Linked DNA regions of Sus scrofa: region 1 is linked to region 2. The links are chromatin contacts, called in public Hi-C maps. All regions are on one chromosome and are shown on one strand. The core of a region is the stretch at or near the end of the contact, and the rest is flanking DNA. Distances in the headings are between cores, read along the strand shown.

Region 1 (6,319 bases), core at 2,507-5,006, 61 kb before region 2:
TAATCACCAGAATGGCTAAAATGAAAGGACAGAAAATACCAAGTGTTTACAAGGGTGTAGAATAGCTGGAACTCTCATACACAGTGAGAATATAAATTGGCATAACCACTTTGGAAAACTACCTGGCAGTATCTATTAAAGACGACCATTGGAACTCCTGCTGTGATGCCACGGGATTGGAAGCATCTTGGGAGTGCTGGGACACGGGTTGGACCCCCAGCCCAGCACAGTGGGTTAAGGATCTGCTGTTGCTCCAGCTGCAGCTTAGATCGAGAATGAGGCTCAGATCTGATCCCTACCCTGGGAGCTCCATTTACTGCAGTGGCCAAATAAAAAAAAAAAAAAAAAAAAAAAAAAAAGAAAGAGAAAAAGAAAAAAAGATGAACATATGATTATCCGGACTCCAAAATTCCATTCTCTGCAAAGATAGAGACAGATTTGAGGGAACAAATAAGAGAAGATAAAGCACCCTGGGATCAGCAATAGCTGTCCAGGAACAAGAAGAGGGGATGGTTTGGGAAGCTATGGGAGAAACCAGTGCACAGGAGGTGCGGTCTTCCATTGAGGAAAGCAGCCCCAGCAAAGCTGAGATTTGCCCTGCAATTTCCTTTCCATTATTGCAACTGGAAACCAGAGAACAAAGGAGCTGGTTGATAGAACCCACATGGCTCAGCCCCCAGGGGCAGAGCATGGATGTGGAGGAACAAAAGGAGAAAGTTGAGTGCACTGTCTAATGCCGAAACTGAAGCATAAACTCTGGAGCCAGATGACTTGGGTCCAAGGTTGAATCTGCCATGCCCCAGCTAGGAGGCCTTCGGGCAATAGGCTTAGCCCCTCGATGCCTCAGTTTCCTCATCTTTAAAGTGGAGATAATAATATCTACCTCAAAGTTGCTCAATAAGCAAGAGAATAAATACATGAGAAGTATTTAGTATGTAGCAAGTGTTTCGTAAGTGGTAACTACTATTATTGTTTTAAACATTCCTAGGAGTTTCCTGGTGGTCTAGTGGTTAGGATTTGGTGCTTTCACCACAGCAGCCTGGGTTCAATCCCTGGTCTGGAAACTGAGGTCCCACATCAAGCTGCTGCACACCATGACCAAATAATAAGAATAAAATAATTTTTAGGAGTTCCCATCTTGGCTTAGCTGTTAATGAACCCTGATGCTAGTGGTTAACTAGCATCCATGAGGACACTATTTAATCCCTGGCCTCACTCAGTGGGTTAAGGATCCAGCATTGCTGTGACTGTGGTGTAGGCTGGCAGCTATAGCTCTGATTTGACCCCTAGCCTGGGAACCTCCAAATGCCACAGATGGGCCCTAAAAAAAGACAAAAGACCAAAAAAAATTTTTTTTAATTCCCTTTCTATATTCTCTGCTCATTTAAACAAGAGTTTATAAAATCTAAATATATCCTATGTTGTGTCTACACTTAAGAAATTTCAAATAGGAATGTTCCCCAATCTCTTCCAGAACCTTCCAAGAAGTCCTCGAAATGTGACTTTCTCCGTGAAGACTTCCCTGAGCCCCTCATGCAGAAGGAGCCTCTTCTGTGCCTCCAGAAACCTGTGTCCACTCCCCTCTAGTGGCTACCACAGTCCTCACCAAAATATATATGACTAGGGTACATATGGCTCTTCTCATTTCCTTAAAACCAGGAATCATAACTCCTTATTTATTTATTTATTTATTTACGTCTTTTTAGGGCTGCACCCGGGGCATATGGAAGTTCCAGGCTAGGGGTCTAATCAGAGCCACAGCTGCCAGCCTACACCTCAGCCGCAGCAACACAGGAGCCAAGCTGCATCTTCAAACTACACCACAGCTCACAGCATCTGCAACCTATGCCACTGTTCACAGCAATGCCAGATCCTTAACCCACTGAGAGAGGCCAGGGATCCAACCTGCAACTTCATGGGTTCTTGACGGGTTCGTTTCCACTGCGCCACAACAGGAACTCCCTCCTTATTTATTTTTGAAATAACTATAGTGCCTAACACTGTACTTTATATATACAAACATTTATTGCCCTGAATTATATTGAAATTGTAGTGTTTTGAATATGGCTTGAAACAAGTTCACTGCTGGTTGACATTTTATTTTATTTATTTAATTATTTTTTGTTAAATTTAGGGCCGCACCTGCAGCATGTGGAAGTTCCCAGGCTAGGGGTCGAAGAGGAGCTGCAGCTGCCCATCCCAGCATGGCCACAGCAACGCAGGATCCCAGCTGAGTCTGAGACCTACACAGCAGCTCACAGCAACACCAGATCCTTTAACCCACTGAGCAAGGCCAGGAATCCAACCCACATCCTCATGGGTACTAGTCTGGCTCCTAACCCACTAAGCCACAATGGGAACTCCTCATTGATATTTAAAAATCCTGTAGTTACACTGAGTATCTGTTGAGATGGTTTTTCTTTTTCCCGGGCATATGGAAGTTCTGGGGCCGGGGACTGAATCTGAGCTGCAGCTGTGGGAACTCAGGATCCTTTAATTCACTGCACCAGGCTGGGGATTGAACCCACATCCTCATAGATACCAGACAGGTTCGTAACCTGCTGAGCTGGGACAGGAACGCCCTGCACTGTATGATTTTAGTGAAGTAGCTTTGTCTGTTCCTATCATGTGGCTTCTGATTACTGCTGGGGACATTTCTTCTTTCAGAAAAAAAAAAAAAAATCTGTTAGAAAACACAGGTGTTCTCAATTTCCATCACACGAATGCAAGAGGCAGGTTTGGTGAAACTGCCTTTGATGGGACTCAAATTTCCCCTTCTTCAGTTTCATGGGTTATAGTGAAGTCAACAAGAGTGTAATTTGTGTTTGCATAAAACCAGAACACAAAAGAAAAGATCCAGGCATTATGGAGCATTCCCATACCGAAAGGGCGAAGTTCAGTTTTTGTTAGTTACTCTCACTATTCAGCAAATACGCCTCTGGTAATATCCCAGGGCCAAATCTCTCTAATGTTCCCACTGCTTAAGGGAGATAAGGGAAAACCCAATTACTACTTGGTTAAACTAGATATATCTGATGATTAAGGAGGAGAAACCAAGATAATGTTAATTAAGATAATGTTGATGATTCAGGAGGAGAAATTAAGATAACGATGCAATTTCTGAACTCTGTGTTTGTACCCAAAGAAAGAAAACGTTCACCAGTCCTTCTTATATGCTGCCTAAAAGAGGAAGCCTCTATCTCTCCATCCATCTATCCTTCCACCCAACCAAACATCCATCCATTTCCACATCCATCTGCCAATCTATGCATATATATATATGTATATGTTTATATGTATGTATGTATCTATCTATCTTCCTTGACTTATCAACTTGAGCCTGAGTCTAGCTCAAAAAGACTGTAGGCAGACAGCTGGAAAACTACAAATAGGACAGTCACCCCTGTGTGAACTCCCTGGGAACTGAAAATACAAACTCTTAACCCACAAACATAAAACTAAAAACCTTCCCAAGGAAGCAGCCTATATCTGATCGTATAAAATCAGATTGTTCTGTCTCCTGACCCTGGAAAATACACATCTGCATGATCAGAGTCAAGAGAACAAACTGGAATTCATATAAGAGGAAAGGACTGAAGACTGCAAGTTACACCACTTTGTTCAAAGCCCCCCAGGGGTTCCCCATCTCCCTCAGAGGAAAAGCCAAAGTCCTTGCATTGGCCAAGGTCCCAGCGTGATCTGGCTGCTCACTGCTGTCCTCCCTGCTTGCTGTGCTCCACCACTCAGGGCCTCTTTCCTGATCTTCTCGCATGCCTGGCAGGTCCCACTGTAGGACCTTGAACACCCTCTGCCTTGAACACCCTTTCCTCAAACGAAACGCCCCCTGGTCCACTGCCTTATCTCCCTGTCTTTCTTTTTTTTTTTTTTTTTTGTCTTTTTGCCTTTTCTAGGGCCGCTCCCACGGCATATGGAGGTTCCTAGGCTAGGGGTCTAATTGGGGCTGTTGCCTCCAGCCTATGCCAGAGCCACAGCAACGCAGGATCCAAGCCACGGCTGTGACCTACACCACAGCTCACGGCAAAGCCGGATCATTAACCCACTGAGCAAGGGCAAGGATCGAACCCCCAACCTCATGGTTCCTAGTCGGATTCGTTAACCACTGCGCCATGACGGGAACTCCCTCCCTGTCTTTCTAATTAATTGGTTTTTCACTACGATCTTTGTTATGACTTTTTTCCTACTTACTTTGAAATACAAATCATTGTGAAAGCCACAATATAGAGGAATTACTTGTTACGTAGCAATAGGTTACTGAAACACAAAGGAAAACAGATTCTCTGCAAATGAGCTACTTGAAGAAGTTCCAGAAGTTTTAGTTAGCCAAGACATAGTGCTGGGGTGAATAGGAGTTAAAGCGTTTGGCTGATATGCTGTGGAATCAAAAATCATACAATATTAGAGTTCCTGTCATGGCAGAGCAGAAATGAATTCATCTAGGAACCATGAGGTTGCAGGTTCGATCCCTGGCCTCGCTCAATGGGTTAAGGATCCAGGGTTGCCATGAGCTGTGGTATAGTTTGCAAACGCGGCTTGGATCTGCGTGGCTGTGGCTGTGGCGTGGGCCAGAAGCTATAGCTCTGATTAGACCCCTAGCCTGGGAACCTCCATTTTTTGTGGCCCTCAAAAGACAAAAAGACAAAAAAAAATTTTTTTTTTAATCACAACATTGTTGAATGAGTGAAAAAGTACTTTGATCAGGTCAAGTTGAAATGACTTGTCCAAAATCACACAGTGAATAGGAACAAATCTAGGAATAGAACTGGAGCTTCCCTAACTCTCAGCTCATCATATACTTATTTATTCTACAAATATTTATCGAGCGCATTCTTTGTGTAAGGCACTATGCCAGGAGCTGGGGATGCAGTGATGGTCCTTGTCCTTAGAGAGGTTACATTCCATCAGGTGACACTGACCTTAGGCAATGACCTACTTGACTTTTTTGTTTGCTTAATTACAACTGTGATAAGAGTCACCAAGGGGAATAGGGCGCTTGGGTGGGGGAGGGTCTCTGAAATAGTCGGGAGAGAACAGCGACAGTTAAGCTGCAACCAAAGGACAAGTAAAAATGAACTGCAATGAAGGGAAGGGAAGATTTCAGGTAGAACTAAAGGCACCAACCCTTTCCACTACATCAACTGCTTGTCATATATCATGGTGTTCCTGACTCTAGAATCCCAGCAAGATTCTTGGGTCAGGAGTTCCCATCGTGGCGCAGTGGTTAACAAATCTGACTAGGAACCACGAGGTTGTGGGTTCGATCCCTGCCCTTGCTCAGTGGGTTAAGGATCCGGCTTTGCCATGAGCTGCGGTGTAGGTCGCAGACGTGGCTTGGATCCCGCATTGCTGTGGCTGTGGTGTAGGCCGGTGGCTACAGCTCTGATTAGACCCCTAGCCTGGGAACCTCCATGTGCCGTGGGAAGTGGCCCTAGAAAAGGCATAAAGACAAAAAAAAAAAAAAAGATTCCTCGGTCAGCAAGATAATCAGGAGATAAGACTAGCAAGTGGAAATACACAGAAAAGAAAGAGAGAGAGAAATGAGAAATCAGTAAGAGTAGAGTTTTCCTACTTGAGAGACATAACCGAAGGCCAACTGGTCCAAGAGGGTGTGGGACACCGTGACAATGGAAAGATGGGAACTATCGAAGCTGTTAACCCATGGTTTGGGTCAAAAACCACCAGGAAAAAGGGTCTCACTGGGAATTCCTGAAGCTCCAATAACTTGTCTGTGTCTAGTGCCTTCATTAGGGACGCGCCTACCTCTCTGGGGCTTGGGGCAGGTGATCATGGCAAGTTCATGTAAATTTCTGGGGCCACTACCACACCTCAGGGCCACAAGGTCCCTGAGGATGGCTCATCCAGCTCCCGGACCCTGCAGGGCTTTGCCCTCCTTACCCGGAAATGTCCCATCCGCTTAATTCTCAGACACCTGTGCCCTTAGCAGATCTAAACCTGTCATTAGGCAAAAGAGCTCTAAACTTAAATCTTTTGCATCCCAGACTCTGAACACATCCTCCAAGCCTCCTATTCTTGCCACATGTTCTCCGTTGTTGTGCTCATCACACAGTCTTCAGTCTTAATACCTTTGCTCCATTGACACCTCTATTGTCTCCCAAAGGAGTCATTCCTGCCTAGCTTCAAGTCCTCTCTCATCACGCTTGGTCTTTCTATGGGGTCCATTTGTCAGCACTGCAGCCGCGAGCCATCTGCTTCTGTTTGAGTATCCAGGCTGCTGGGTGCTGATGATAATGATACTGCCATGCAGATGATGCCCCAAAAGTATCATGGTCTCTCTTCTAAG
Region 2 (5,595 bases), core at 1,104-3,603:
GCTTGGACAGCCTAACTCCAGACTGCTTTTGTTTTTGTTTGTTCATTTGTTTTGGCTGTGCCCATGGCATGCAGAAGTTCCCAGGCCAGGGATCGAACCCACACCACAGTTATAACCAGAGCCACAGCAACAGAAACACCTTAACCCACTAAACCATAAGGGAACTCCTAGATATCTTGTAACAGGAGAAAAACTAAGCCCATTTACTTAGGCCACTATCAGTTGGGTTTCCAGTTACTTATAGGTGGAAGCCTTCCTTATGAATACACATATATGTAAACATATCTTGTTTTCTTAGGAAAGACAAGGAAAAGTCACACAGCTTACAGTAATAACCTGCACACTCTTGGCTCACTGCTGGAAACCAATTCCCACTGGCTCACCCACAATAAGAATCATTTCAGACTCCCCTAAAACACGCATTTGGTGGAATATGAAAACTAACCTTAAATAGGTAACCAAACTCAGGCAAAATGCATATTTAACTCTTTCCCACCTTCAAACCAGAAAAAAATTTTCGCCTCAATTACCAGTGTTTCTTGAGTAATGCACTTATATTCCATTATTTTTGATTGCTAATATTCTGAAATTTTAAAAGAAATCTCTGCACGGTTTCTTAATCTCTGTAGTTTCAGAGAAAAACAGAAACACTAAACCTACGGCATAAAATGGATTCATGCAATGGGCGTACGTATCCTCACCAAGAGAAATGAAGAACCAAGGCACGCTGCGGGATGGCTAAGGTTTAAAAATTGGCTTAAATGCATAGATAAAGAAGAGAGGCAAAAATGCTGTTTTGCCCTGGAATCATACTGAAGGCTGATTTAATTCTCCTCTCTGAATGTGCAAAAAGCAAAAAATAATATTGATGCAATTGATGATCCAGAATTACAAATTCTAAAATATTTTAGAATGCTAGATATTTTCAGTTGAAAGAAGAGCAGATATTTCTCTAGCCATATGCCAAATAAAAGTGCACATATACAGATACCCAGTCTGCCACCACCTTAGCTGTGCTGTTAATCTTTAATCTGATTCATAACTGAAAAGATCATGTGGTAGCTTGTTTGATACTATTTCATTCACAAAAAGAGATTAGCCATCAAACAAGCACATTTTCCTCTGGGATTTCACCAAATAAAGGCGCTAGACACATTTTTCTTTCACATGCCAAGCCAGGCAAAATATTTCCAGATACAATCAGAAAGGTCACGAAACAGCAAAGCAGGCACTCTTCAGGCACTCCTTGGCCTTATTTTTGTGTTTTTGACAGATCTGGCAAAAGGTGAACAAAAGCAATTTGAAGACAGTACTGGAAAAAGAAGCATACCTTAGAGATGATTAATGGTTCTCCGTGCTCCAGGCCACCTTTCAAAGTAAAACCCCAAGGAGCTCCTCCCTGCAGGAAAGCTTCCAGATAAATGTACCTGGCCCTGGGGGGCCTGTTCGGGTTCAGGGTGGCACTGGTTTCCTCGAAGTTCTCCTTGGTCATCATGCCAAACACATGAGCCGGAGAGTTAAATTTTAAACAGATTCAGGCAGGCGCTTCTTCTAGAGTACAATATGCCATCCTTTGGGACCCACACTGGCAAAAGAAAAGTTTTCAGAAACTGTTTCTTTCCGATGGAAAATGTTCTTCCGACCTTAACGCCAAGATGCTGAGCCAGAATTTCTCATTTCAACATTTCTGAATGTAACCTCTCCTCCTGGAATTCCTGGTTCTCACTGAAGCCCCCAACTGATGTTATGTTTCTCCATTCTGTTCAAAAAACTTCTTTCAGAGTTACTCTCAAGACCGCTTTTATTTCACACCTACACACACCCAAACTTTTCCTGTACATTTTACAGAGAAACTTAAAAATCACCTTACAAATAGTAAGAAAATTGCCAAAACTCAACTGAATACCTCAGTTTTGATTGATTATCAACCCTTTCTTCCTCCCCCGAGTGAAATTTACCATTACAATAGCCTCCCCTAGCCCCAGAAGTAGCTTTAAAAGAAAGAAAGCACTTACTATGCTTCTGCTGGCTTCAGAATTTTCTAACGTGTCCCAAAGAGACAGAGAAGCTGCGCTAACACTTCTGGCCCAGGTTTTCCAGCAATAAGTTCATAGTTTGTTTCTTGCAAAAAGGAAAAATAAGTTTTTGCAGAATGTAAGGGGAAGGAAAAAAAAAAAAAAGGAAATTAACCATCGGTGGGAAAAAAGATCCAGGAGGCAGCTCAGTTCTTCGGTATTTTCAGGGATGATCAGCCACCGCTGCTACCCAGGCAGCCACTTGCCTCCTCTGAGAAGAAAGAGTAAGGAAGTGAGAGGAAATGGATTAAGGCAAACAGAGGCACCGCAACCTTTCTGCACAGTAAGCAGTGCTCTGCGGAATTCAACTCACCACAAAGACCTGACCAATCAAAACAGCCTTACAGTTGATAAAAGGTAGACAGTTAAAAATACCATACAGATGGCTAATTAGCAAGGAGCAGAAAATAGTTGCCACACGAGCCCCACCTTGTTCCAATTAAAGCAGAATCCTTGGGGGCGAGCCGTAGGTATTGACATTTTTCTAAAATGCAGGGCAATGCTGCTGTGCAGCCAAGTTTGCGAAGTAGTGCCCTGAGCGGTTTTGGTAAACATTTAAGTAGGGGTCAAGGTGGTGGCACAAGGGCTTTATTTTGTTCATTAGAAAATGCCAATAGAATAAATGTCCAGCTTCTCATCTGGAAATCATCCGATCAAATTTCTGCTTGTTGGATTCAATACAAACAAGAGGCAGACTTTCTTCTATATTTTAATTGTTATCTATTTCAAACCTGTGTGTTATCCATTCTTCAAATGAAAAGAAATATTTAATGCCTGGCAAACAGTAGGCACGCCAGGCAGAATGTTGTTCTGATTTCAGGTTAGTAATGGAATTTTGTAATAATGTTACATAACATCTCACAGGAATACTCTCTGTTAAAAATTTAAACAGTGCTGAGAAAACTGTATCTTTTACCCGGAAGCCTTAGCTATCAAGTTATTGGAACAATTTAGAATTACTTCTTCTGTTTGTTTTTATTTTTTTATTTTTTTAGAATCACTTTCAAAGGATATTTTGCTGAAATGCTTTCTGTTTAAAAATACATGATAATGTGAATTATGCTGGAAACTGAGGTTTTGCTATCAATTTAATTTTGGTGTTTGTGCCTATAGTTAATGAAAAGTTAAATATTAGAGAAGAGATATACCATGCAAAGAAGTCATGACAATATTTAATGCACAACACCTGACAAGTGTTATTTGCTTTTCAGTAGTAACTCCATCCATAGGGCTCAGAGATTGAAAAAAAAAATTGTAAAAAGTCATTTTAATGTAATGATAGTACTTTAGTGGAAACAAATGTGTACAAAATAGAAGCATAAGGTAAATGTTGTCTGATTCTCAAGAAGTAATTTGTGCAATTTTTATTGGGGCTTCCTTTTGCAGCCTAGTTTATAAATTAAGAATAAAGGCAAAACCTTGGCTTTTCTTTCACTCTAGTATTTAAATAAAATCGTAAGTAGATGAAGAGGTTTTTTTTTGAAAAATTTTTTTTGTGGCACTTGTGATTTTGCTCCTAAATTCATTTTGTAAAAAATGAGATTTCACAGAATCAACATTTAATATTAAAAGCAAAAAGGATATATGGCTGGGCCACTTTGCTGTAGAGCAGAAATTGGTACAACACTGTAAATCAACTATACTTTAGTCAAAAAATAAATTTTAAAAAATATGAAAAGTAATGAAGCTCAAACAAAAGGCAAAGTAAAGAACAAGGTAAGCAGTGAATAGAACTCAGGGCTCGCGGACCAAAGAAACCTCTATTTCATTGTATCATCAAAATATTTTAATGAAAAATAATATATAATCTGAAAAAAAAAACATATAGAACTTCATTTGGTGGCTATTCAGTGTAGCAACTGATAGATCGGGGTTAGAATATAATTTTCCCCATCTTACATTGCTCACAATCAAAGAATGTATCCTTGTTTTCAGAGGAAAGGGCACAGAGGCCATGAGAAGCCTAAATAATCTGACCAGAGTCATCTTGCAAGCAGCCTAAATGGGCATAGATTTAAAATTGTCAGATTCCATTGTTAGGAATGGAATCTCAGATTGCATAATTTATGGCAAACTTTCTTTGTGGCCAGCATTGCTAATTCATAAGGATAACCTCTGTTAGGGCCTGTGATTTGACCCAAATTCTAATTAGAGGATGAAATTGGACTCTCCCTCCTCCCCAGGGAGAGAAAGACAACTCTGTTGTCTCAAGGTGTTGCTAGGAGGAGGGACTAAGACTACATCTTAGTATTATTATGAAAATGGCTTTGACCTTGCAAACCCAAAAGGGTCTCAGAGACCAAGATCCCCAGATCCCACTTTGAGAATTGCTATCCTTAACCAGATATCTAAAGCTATCCCACTCTTACCAGTTTGTTGAGCCTATAAACACATGTGTATTTTTTCCTTAAACAGCTAGAGTGGGGTTTCTGTTACTTGCCATTGAAAGTTTTTTTTGTTTTTTTTTTTATTTTTGTCTTTTGTCTTTTTAGGGCCACACCTGCAGCATATGGAGGTTCCCAGGCTAGGGGTCTAATGGGAGCTGTTGCTGCCGGCCTACACCACAGCCACAGCAACGCCAAATCCAAGCTGAGTCTGCGACCTACACCACAGCTCACGGCAACGCCGGATCCTTAACCCACTGAGCAAGGGCAGGGACCGAACCCACAATCTCATGGTTTCTAGTTGGATTCGTTAACCACTGCGCCACAACGGGAACTCCTGAAAGAATTTTAAGTAAACACAGTGACATCCTTGATGGTTCTTCCTGATTCAGGAGACATTTTAGGGAAGTTTAGTGCAGTCTCATAGCAGTGGCTTCAAATCTTGTTCCCTCTCTTTGTTTCCTCTTCCCTTCTTCCTTCTACCTCTAATTTAGAATTACTCCTACTTTCTTATCAAGTTCTTCCCTGTGTGACAAATAGATCCAACACAGCTTACAACTTTACATTCTCTGTATGAAAAAAATCCCCAGTGTTGTAACTGAGTTCATTTTGTTCTGTTACTGTGAAGATGATCCCAGAGCAGAAAAAATATTCAACCATGTTGACTCTCCTATTCTACTGGAATGCTTATATCAATCGCTCTTTTATTTTTTGTCTTTTTAGGGCCGCACCCACAGCCTAGGGAGGTTGCCAGGCTAGGGGTCCATTTGGAGCTGTAGCCACTGGCCTATGCCACAGCCATTAACAATGCCAGATCTGATCCTCGTCTGTGTCCTGCACCCCAGCTCGCGGCAACGCCTGATCCTTAACCCACTGTATGAGGCCAGAGATTGAAACTGCAACCTCATGGATGCTAGTTAGATTCATTTCCGCTGAACCACAAAGGGAACTCCCAAACATTCGCTTAAATGTCATTTGCCTAATCACTGTTATGACTTCTTAGAAATCAGGTATTACTCTATTTAACATCACTTAAGGAAAAATTAATTTGTTCTTTTCAAAATTCTGATTTAATTTGAGTTTTTCATAGCAACATGTATGTCTTTCTTTTCATCTTTTTAAGCATCTTAAATGTG

Evidence for each region. Hi-C and Micro-C count contacts between places; a contact is called where the count stands out from the background.
Region 1: a Hi-C map of liver shows a contact between it and region 2, with 2.8 times the contacts expected there. The contact joins the enhancer-like site here to the promoter of SHROOM3 in region 2. A contact is called at or near these places in 1 of 5 promoter capture datasets (liver) and 19 of 47 Hi-C or Micro-C datasets (alveolar macrophages, brain, embryonic fibroblasts and 9 more).

What each region holds. Positions count from the first base shown.
Region 1 is chr8:72,155,553-72,161,871 of Sscrofa11.1, reverse strand. All of the region lies in intron 2 of SHROOM3 (protein Shroom3), which reads right to left. Among named protein-coding and RNA genes, the nearest start is that of SHROOM3, 61 kb to the right of the region's middle. Within about 2 kb of position 3,756, at least 2 of the 83 cell types and tissues checked have an H3K27ac peak or open chromatin away from gene starts, as enhancers often do. A contact at or near this core is called in fetal liver and liver, where this site is marked.
Region 2 is chr8:72,094,319-72,099,913 of Sscrofa11.1, reverse strand. It overlaps SHROOM3 (protein Shroom3), which reads right to left and starts at 2,353. Exons shown (of 16, transcript XM_003482418.4): 1 at 2,016-2,353; 2 at 1,331-1,585. The coding sequence starts at 1,495.